Linked DNA regions of Mus musculus: all the other regions are linked to region 2. Evidence: chromatin contacts called from public HiChIP or PLAC-seq data. All regions are on one chromosome and are shown on one strand. Each heading gives the region's core, a stretch centred on a gene start, on an enhancer-like site or on the middle of the called end of the contact. The rest is flanking DNA. Distances are from core to core; before and after follow the strand shown.

Evidence for each region. HiChIP or PLAC-seq counts read pairs in DNA pulled down with a chosen protein or histone mark.
Region 1: a contact with region 2 is called in an H3K27ac HiChIP or PLAC-seq map of embryonic stem cells, with 9 read pairs. The contact joins the enhancer-like site here to the promoter of Tmem222 in region 2. A contact is called at or near these places in 1 of 39 promoter capture datasets (macrophages), 1 of 15 datasets of contacts at CTCF or cohesin (CD8 T cells), 6 of 115 datasets of contacts at active chromatin or transcription factors (CD8 T cells, bone marrow-derived macrophages, double positive thymocytes and 2 more) and 4 of 9 other capture datasets (adipose tissue, embryonic stem cells, liver and 1 more).
Region 3: an H3K4me3 HiChIP or PLAC-seq map of bone marrow-derived macrophages shows a contact between it and region 2, with 2.7 times the contacts expected there. The contact joins the enhancer-like site here to the promoter of Tmem222 in region 2. A contact is called at or near these places in 2 of 39 promoter capture datasets (embryonic stem cells and macrophages), 1 of 15 datasets of contacts at CTCF or cohesin (the NIH/3T3 cell line), 7 of 115 datasets of contacts at active chromatin or transcription factors (the 230-238 cell line, bone marrow-derived macrophages, effector CD8 T cells and 2 more) and 1 of 9 other capture datasets (adipose tissue).

Annotation. Positions count from the first base shown.
Region 1 is chr4:133,183,953-133,187,022 of GRCm38.p6, reverse strand. Wasf2 (WAS protein family, member 2) reads right to left here. Exons shown (of 9, transcript NM_153423.6): 3 at 1,920-2,054; 4 at 1,271-1,424. Among named protein-coding and RNA genes, the nearest start is that of Mir7017, 10 kb to the left of the region's middle. Within about 2 kb of position 1,557, at least 193 of the 459 cell types and tissues checked have an H3K27ac peak or open chromatin away from gene starts, as enhancers often do. A contact at or near this core is called in CD8 T cells, adipose tissue, bone marrow-derived macrophages and 5 more, where this site is marked.
Region 2 is chr4:133,276,041-133,279,351 of GRCm38.p6, reverse strand. Tmem222 (transmembrane protein 222) reads left to right here and starts at 1,562. Exons shown (of 6, transcript NM_025667.3): 1 at 1,562-1,821. The coding sequence starts at 1,628.
Region 3 is chr4:133,400,793-133,403,756 of GRCm38.p6, reverse strand. All of the region lies in intron 1 of Slc9a1 (solute carrier family 9 (sodium/hydrogen exchanger), member 1), which reads right to left. Among named protein-coding and RNA genes, the nearest start is that of Mir5122, 32 kb to the right of the region's middle. Within about 2 kb of position 1,471, at least 16 of the 459 cell types and tissues checked have an H3K27ac peak or open chromatin away from gene starts, as enhancers often do. A contact at or near this core is called in bone marrow-derived macrophages, where this site is marked.

The DNA of each region.
Region 1 (3,070 bases), core at 308-2,807, 92 kb after region 2:
CTGCTCTAAGTGCTGGGAGCTGAACTTGCAGTAGCAGCAGATGTTCTTACGGGTTGAACTGTCTCTCCAGGCCCTGACAGCAACATGTTTATAGTAACCACTGCTTGTTTCTGTTAGGCCAAGTCCAGATAACTGAGAGGAAGGAGATACTAATTCTGGCAGTATTAGTATCAAAAAAAAAAAATAATACAGTTTCCAGAAAGATGAAACATCTCAATATTATTTGTCAATCCTATCCCACCATACAAACACTGTCTCATATCGTTTTCAGTACTATGAGGTATGTCAACCCTTTCTATCACACACTATCCCCAAACTCAATCAGACTAAAGAGTGACAGCCCTGGGGCAAGCAAGACTCCATATCCTTTACTAGGACCAAGGGCAGATATTCTTCTTGATCTCTGTGAGACGCTACCAAGCTCCTATTTGGGGCTCGAGGGACAGACCAGTGTCCTTGAATTCAAGAGGTACACACACACACACACACACACACACACACACACACACACACACTCTGCTTTTCAGTGTACCCATGCCTGACCGCCAGCACCCACGTCTAGCTACCTGTAACTACTTTTTATGGATACAAGCAAGATAAATATTCCCTTTCTACTTCTGCTCAGTTGGTCTGTTCAAGATGACATTAGCAAATCGCCAGAGGGGAGGACTCTAGGTTGTCTTTAAACCTACCATCTTCCTTTCCCATGTCTACCTACACCAGGGCTGGTCCTTACAGAAGAAACCATCCAAAGGGTGTTCAAAATGAAGGGACCGGCACTCACGTGGAAGGACACCAATACTCCCCACACTGTGATCCCCCCCTCCCCAGCAGCCAGTATGAGGCTGGTCCCATTAACTTGCCCAAACATCTGGTAATTTAGAGTTTTCTGAGAAAGTGGAAAGCCGGTTAGAATGTGGCCCCTGGGAATCCGTGTGCAGGACTGCCTGCTAACAAGTCCTCTTGCTTCTGTAATAACTAAATTCCTTGGATGGAATCCAGATGGACTTACTTTTCCCAAGTTAAACTTTGCAGCATCAATGGTACAGCAAACTTTCAGTACATAGGAGACGCGGCATGTCCGTCAGAGACCAGACAAGAATGAGCTAACGGTCTCTGCTGGGGTGGGCAGGGAGTTCAACAGTATTCTCTCTCTGATACAGATATTATCTTTAGAGATTTTAGACAATGCAGTTTTTAATCACACACACAGAGAGAGAGAGAGAGAGAGAGAGAGAGAGAGAGAGAGAGAGAGCGAGCGCACGGTTACCTGTAAGGACTGAGATTGTTAAGAGGGGGAGGAGCGTCACAGCTGTTATAGGTCTCTAAGACGGGCACCGGGAGAGAGTTCCTGTCAAAGAGCTTCTGGTCTTGGGTGGTAGAACTTCTGAAGGCCTTCCGAGTGTTGATTCCTTGTAGTGACACTGAGAGAAGGAAGATGGAAGGCGTTAGAAAATGGACGGCAGGCTATTTGAGCAAACACTGAGTCACACCGTCGGAGACGCCTCAGCTGCTGCCTTTCTTGGCAGCCAGGTTTTTTTTCCCTTCCCCCTCTGGGGAAGCCCCACGAGGCTGTCAGCAGCCCAGCCATTTCATGACTGAACAGATGAAGCAACACAAAGGTTTACTATGTGGCCAGATCTTGCAGGCCTCTCCATGGGTGAAATGAGTCTTCCAAGTACTTTTATGGTAGCAAAATACCACTGAGGGAAAGGAAACGTGAGAACAAGGGGACTGGGGGGATGGCAGTGTGCTGTGTGGTAAAGGGAAAAAGGTTTCTTTACACCACCTAGGCTTATGTCGCTTCCAAGTAGACGTATATCAGTCTCTCTGATCTCTCCTCTTGCTTTGTAACAAACCAGGGCAGGATTCTGAGGCACTCCTCGGCAGAGCCTGCAGCTCTGGCTAAGCCTCCTTACCTTCTTCTTCCTTGGGATCCAGCTGAGTGACTTTAACTTGTACTCGGTCAACCCGCTCAGCAAGGGAGTTTACTCGGGAGGCAAAGGCACTTGCCTGAGTACAAATCTCTCCGAAAATGTCCTCTGCATACTTACCTAGAAAGGGCAAACAGAGCAAGTCACTAGTGCACAGGAGTGAGAGGAACCAGCCCAAAGACTAAAGAGTATATCGTACCCCAAACACACACACACACATGCTTGTTCTTGGAGAAAGAGACAGTTTCCATAGCCTGGTCACTCTGTGCTTATATAGTCCATAACTAATAGAACCTCTTTGGCAAATTCTGAACAAACATGAAATTAAAAGCAGGTTCAACAAAATCGAAAGGTGCAATGTCAACAAGTTAGTCCCGGAAAAGCAGCCAGTGTATGCAAACATTTGTCCTTGGCTCTCACCCTCCTGTTCTGTAAAGCACCTTGTAAAACGGCTCTGAGAGCAGCCTGAAAGTTAGAGCAACAACTAGGCGTCCATGCTTAATACACTAAATTACGTCCTCAGTTGAATTTCAAAAGCCCACTGAAAACCAAGATGTGGGTATCTCTAAGGGGCCTGAATTTTCCCACCCCACACAGAGATGCCAAATTTCTTCTAAGGGTGAAAAGGTCACCTTACATTCTCTAACCCACAGCTTTCAAAGTCTTTGCTCCAGGTTACAATCCTTCAAATCCACACCCCAGGGAACAAGCGAAAAGCTGAGATATTCAAGCCCTCCCTGAAAAACAAGACACCACTGGTCTTTTTCCACAAGGTCTCACTTTTTAGAATAAGAAAAGAGTTCTGTACTTTCAACCCTGAATGCAAGGAGAATTTGTAGCCAAAGAAACCGCCATGTGGAATAAATACCTCCACACTGTTATTCTGAGCCGCAAGGGATGGGAGAGGTATGAGGAGTAAGTCTCCACACCTCGGATGCTCACGCACAAAGGGAAGGCAGCCGTAAACGACTGCCCAACCTGACGAGAGTTTGAGACCTAGTTAAAGTAAGGTCTCATTTTTTTTTCCTTTAGCTTCTAAGCTTAGTACATATTTAAGGGGGAATTAGGCTAACCTAGCCTGGAAGGGCAAAACCACACCCTCGGGGTAAACTGCAGTTAACTTGTGCACTGGGAGC
Region 2 (3,311 bases), core at 313-2,812:
TTTAAGTATCAGGATCGCCGGGTATGGTGGCCCACACCTTTAATCCCAGCACTTGGGAGGCATGGGAGGCAGAGGCAGGGCGAATTTCTGAGTTCGAGGCCAGCCTGGTCTACAGAGTGAGTTCCAGGACAGCCAGGGCTACACAGAAACTCTGTCTCGAAAAACCAACCAACCAACCAAAAACAAAAACAAACAAAAAAAAATTATCAGGACCGCAGGCTTTTGGCAAGTTACTATTAAAGGAGACTCATTTCATGGAAGCAAACCTTCTCAAAAGCATAGCTTTTGCCTTCCCTAAACATTTGTCCACACCTTCTGTTGGCTAATAGTCTTAGGTGATGAGGAATTGAATCTAGCTGTACTAAGCCATAGCTTCTAGCCAGAATGAAGTGCTTAGCCCCTATCTGACAGGTCTGCTTCACCTGCAGAAACAATATGCCTGAGTATGGAAAACAACCCCCACTCTGGTCCCAGTCAAACCATACACACACACACACACACACACAAAGAGGAGCTGTAACATATATATATCTCCTCCAGCCCGCTGTTCCAATAAAACAGTCTCAGTCTCAGCCTGTTGAAACAATCTGTTTGCCTTTCTGCCTCATTTTTCTTACACCTTCCTATAGCCTGGTTCCCTTCTTGTCTTCCAAACCCATCCCACCCACTCCTCACCGCATAACATTCCACTTCCATGTCTCTCTGATTATCCCTCTGAAAAATCAAAAGATTCCAAGACTGGAGCCTGGCCACTTTGTGTTCTTGAGTGTGATCTTAGACAAGTGCTAACTGCCGAGTTTTCTATAAAGCAAAAAAGGACCTGGCTTAGTGATGTACCCTTTTAAATCCCAGCACTTGGGAGGCAGAGTTAAGAGTTCAATGTCAGCCTGGTCTACATAGTGACAGACAGGGCTACATAGTGAGACCCTGTTTCAAAACAAAAACAAACATGTGCCCCAAAACACGAACAATAAAGAGATTTAGATAAGTCTTGGATGATATTCTCTACTGCACATAGTGACCTCAAGTTTCCTGTCTTGGCACTTCTGCATCCGTGCTCTCCCCAGGCCCAAGGCTGCTCCCTCCCATACACACCAAGTGTACGTGTCTCCCATACACACCAAGATTTTAGTTTGACCTCCCTTTTTACACCATCACGTAACAGACTATTATGTAACTCATGCCACAGACTAAAAAGGACAAAGGAAATCTACAAAGACTTGCGTTTGAATCGTTGCTCACTTCATTTCTAAGAGCCTTTGTCTCTGATTTGTTTTCTGGGGGAAACAACTAAATTTGCACGTCTAATCAGTTTATAGACAGTAGTACCAATGAATATCACATGCTTGGCACCTAAGAAGTGATCAATAAAGAGTGCCTGCACCACGTGCCGGCATGCGGAACCGCGGTTGGTTGTGGGTTCCCGGGGCTCGACTGAGAGCTTCCTGAGGTCCACGGAAATGCTCCGCTACAAACACGGGAAAGAGGCTAAACTAGCCGGGCCCAGAAGGACAAGGCTCCAATTCCCCGGGGGAAGATCGACCGAGAGGACACTCCGCCTCCCGGAAGTGATGACACAGGGGCGAGCGGCGGCGCGGTCGGCCTTCCCGAGCGGGACGCGCGCGGGATGGCGGAAGCGGAAGGGAGTTCTCCGCTTCTGTTACAGCCGCCGCCGCCCCCTCCTCGGATGGCGGAAGTAGAAACGCCGACGGGGGCCGAGACGGACATGAAGCAGTACCACGGGTCCGGTGGCGTTGTCATGGACGTGGAGCGGAGCCGCTTCCCCTACTGCGTGGTGTGGACACCCATCCCGGTGCTCACGTGAGTGTCTTCCGATGTCAGCGCGAAGTCGCCGAGGGCCCGAGCATCCTCCGGGGTGCCATGCTAGCTTTTTTTTCCCCAGACTTGCAGCAACCCGTACTCCGGGCCAGGCTAGCCCCCAGTCCCCTAGAGCTCTCGTCACCTATGAGGTGCGCGGTCCCCTTGGATGTGGGGCATAGTTCCGGCCCTGGTTCCCCCAGGTCTAACTGGAGAGGAGGAGAAGTGTAGATCAGCAGCAAAGATCTGGTCATTAGCACGCCCTTAAGCTGCAGGCGTACAGAAAAGACCCTTAATCATTGTCTGAAGAGGCATCGTCATTCATTCCCCGTTGGTTTTTGTTTTTGTTTTTTCACTCATTGAGCAAACGAGCGCGTACTTGTCGTCTGTTATGCACAAGACGTTTCGCCTTTAGAAACAGAACTGAGTGTTTGATCGAAGCCACACTGGTTCGTGGAATGTCAGCATTGGGAGGTCCGTGCTGGCGTTTTTCCCCCTACATCATTTGAGTTACAAAGCAGTCTCAGCGACCTAGGTATCTGCCTCCCAGTGGAAGAATGCAGCTTACAACCCTCCTACCTTAATCCTAACAGTCTGGACAGTTTACAAGCTTTATTTTCTGTAGTAGAAATCCCCTTCCCCCATGGGGAAGCTGAGTTCCTTTGTAACATCGTCTTGGTCCGTTGACTATCCCAGCAAGAAGATATTCAGAAGCCAGTTAGTTCACTGACTATATATAACTCATCTTTCAGCTGTGGCATCCTACCTCTCACCTGAGGAGGTACTCTTTTCTTTCCTTCTATCAAAATCAGCTACCAGGCACGGGGATCCATACTTTTAACCATAGCACTTGGAGGCAGAGGCAAGCAGATGTCTGTGAGTTGGAGGGCAGCCTGAATTATATGGTAGGAGTTCCAGGCCAGCCAGGCATGTATAGTGAGCCCCAATCTCAAACAAACAAACAAACAGAGCCAAGTTGTGTGGAGAAGGAATATTTTTAGTCTCAAATGTTTCTGATCTTCAAATCATTTTAATCTTTCGATTTTGTATTTATTTATTTTATTGGTTTTGACTGAGACATGAGCTTGATATGTAGCCCTGGCTGGTCTGGTATTTATTTCGTAGCCCAACCTGACTTTGAACCCCTGTTCCCCCTGCCTTCTGTGTTCTGGGACTACAGGTGTATGCCATTTCATCTATCAAATGACCCTAATTTTTAAAGTATGTAAAGCTACTTGGGCCAGGGTGGATGGCTCAGTCAGTAAAAGTGCTTTCTGTGAATAACCTGAGTTTGGATCCTTGTTAACCATGTAAAAAAACCTTCATGCAGCAGTGCATTGCCTGAAGTCCCAGAGCTGAGGAAGTGGAGGTGAGAGCATCTCTGAGGCTTGCTGGCTACCTACTCCTGTCAAGTCAATGAGAGATACTGTCTCAAAATGTAGAGGGCAGGGGTGGTCCACACCTCTATTCCCAGTTCTCAGCAGGCAAAGCCA
Region 3 (2,964 bases), core at 222-2,721, 120 kb before region 2:
GGAAGGAGGACACATAAGGTCCCAGCTCCAGGAATAAAGTCTACATAACAGAACAGCTGCAGATCTACCTGAAATCATGCTGGTGATGCTGGCCTCTCTGGGCCAGGAAGGAGAAGGCTGAGCCAGGGAGCCCAGAGGCAGTTCCAGGCCTGGCTCTGCCCTCTAATAACCACGGGCCCTGTTGTCTTGAGGCTTCCCCACTTGTGGGGCACATTACAGATGGACCTGTTTCTGTGTCTCGTCAGGTGAAAATCCGTGGGCCAGACACTGAAGCACCTTTACACCGTGATGTGGCAGAGGCAGCTGATAAAACCTTGGAACAAATAGATGGGCCACGGCAAGTGGGAGAGGGCCAGCAGCCTGGAGGAACCCACAGTGAAGACAGGATTTGTCTCTGGGAGGCCGGGTGGGAGAGGCTGTTCTAGATGCAGAGAACTGTGCCCAAGGAGTGAGTGTGTGTGTGTGTGTGTGTGTGTGTACCTTCTTATGGTTTATAGGAGTTGTTTTTTTGTTTTTTGTTTTTGTTTTTTCATTTGTTTTAAAAACAGGGGTTAGCTAAGTGACCCAGGCTGGCCTCAAACTCACAGCAATCCTCCTGCCTCCTCTTTTGGCCTCCTACTTGATGGGATTAAAGGAACCTTTGTTTTTTCTTGTCTTTACTCATCTACCTCCACCAATCCCTCTTTCCAGCTGCCAGAAGTTTCCCAGTCCTGCTTCTGTATATACAGTGAAGAACTTTGCTCCATCTTGAACTTCTACCTACCTCCCAAAACCCAGTCACCTACTCTAGGAAGCCCTCCCTGCACACTCCAGATTGAATCTACTGTTACTTCAAACTGTACTAGGTGTTCTACATTACTGCCAGGCATCCCAGCACAGCCCTGAACCCTAAACAGATGATACTCAGGAAAACACGGTTGAGGGGATCATGGGAGCTTCCTAAAGGTCATACTTAGGAACAAAGAAGCAGAGAGCAATGACCTGAAGCCTTCTGCGGCTTCTAAGGCTTGCTGCCGGACTGGAAATGAAGCAGGAAGGGAAAAAGACACAGGCTGGCACTGCGGACCTTCTTCCCAAACTCTGTGTGTGTGTGTGTGTGTGTGTGTGTGTGTGTAGGCTTCTGCTGTCCTGGGGCCTCCAGTCACCAGAGCTCTCTGTAAAGTCACAGGCAATGAGTTCCCCTGCAGTGGGGCAGGTGTCAGGGAGAAGGAAGGACAGCGACCAGGACAGCAGTAAACACTGCCTGTAGAAGAAACAGAACTACTCAGCAACCACATGATGGCTCTCAACCATCAATACAACTCTACAGTATACTCATATATATAAAATAAATAAATCTTAGAAAAAGAAAAAAGAAAAAAAAAAGCAGCTTGGAGGGAGGAGATGGTTCTTCAGTGCAGGACTGCAGGAGGCTTCGGCAGCCAGCAGGCTCGGTACCTGGAACAGAGAGCAGGGGCTGTGGGGACAGCTCAGTAAGCTCCCGAGGCTCAGGGCTGGTCGGGGACCGCGTGATACACACCGATTTCCTTCCAGGGGCGGCTGTGGCGACTTTAAGCAGGCCCGTGATAATTTAAAACTGTGCGTGCTATCTTCCTGTCAGTCTCTGCTGACACAGCAGCCCAGCCCCAGCGCTGAGTTTACTTGGAGACTTTAAAACCTTTCAGCTTCTCTTGCTATGCTCTGTTTTATTTTCAAGTGTGAGAATAGAGTCCAGCACCTTCTAGTGCGCTATGCAAACTCTCCACTACAGAGTCCCAGTTTTTCATGCATTAGTTAAAACAGTAAATTTAAGTTTTAAAATTATGTAAAAGGGGCTGGAAAGATGGCTCAGCAGTTGAGAAGACTTGTTCCTCTTGCAGAGGACCTGGGTTTGGTTCCCAGAACCCATTTCAGGAAATTTCAGCTCCAAGGGATTCAATCCCCTCTTCTGACAGGTGTAGGCACCTTCATGTATACAGTGTAGACACACACGGCATACCCACTCATTTAGACATAAAATAAATATTTACTTAAAAAAAAAAACCCAGCCAGGTGAACAGGTATATACTTTCAACCCCAGCATTCAAGAGGAAGAGGCAGGTGGATCTCTGAGTTCAAAGCTATCCTAGTCTACAAAGTGAATTCCAGGCAACACTACATACTGAGACCTTGTGGAGTAACAAAACAAAACAACAACAGCAACAACAAAAACCACTTGCTGCTCTGCTCTGTCAGGGGATCCCAATTTGAGCTTCTAGCACTCACATTAGGCGGCTCACAACCCCCTTTAATCCCAGCTTTAGGGAAATCTCACGCCTTCCAGCCTCCTCAAGTATTATACATACGCATACACACACACACACACACACACACACACACACACACACACACACACACACACACACACACACACACACTCACACACTCACACACAGAAATAAAACCAAAAACAAAGTATCTTGAAATAAAGCTATGCATAAATGGTTAAGTACCCCTCTGGAGCAGACACTAAGCACGTTACTGCAAAGCACTTGGTTGTCTCAGGGAAGCTAACGCAATAGTGCGATTATTATCCTCAGTTAGAAAGAGACCTAGAACAGGCCACTGCCAATGTGGCTCAGGCTAAGTCAGTTGCTGGGAGGCCCAACTACCCAAGCTCTATCCCTGGTTCCTACCAAGTGAGAGGTAAGAGCCAATTCCCAAAAGTTGCCCTTTGACCCCTACACATGCACCACAGCACTCATGCCCCACCACCCCCCAATTTAATGTAATTTAAAAATTTTTTTAAAGATCATAAAATGACTGTGTGATGGTGTGTGTCTGTAAGCCATTTGGAAACATGAAATTGAGGCCAGTCTGGGCTCCATAGTAAGTTCCAACTAAGCCTGGGATACAAAGCAAGTTCCTGTAAGAAACAAACAAATGAGGGGCTGGAGAGATGGCTCAGTGGTTAAGAGCACTGACTGCTCTTCCAGAGGTCCTGAG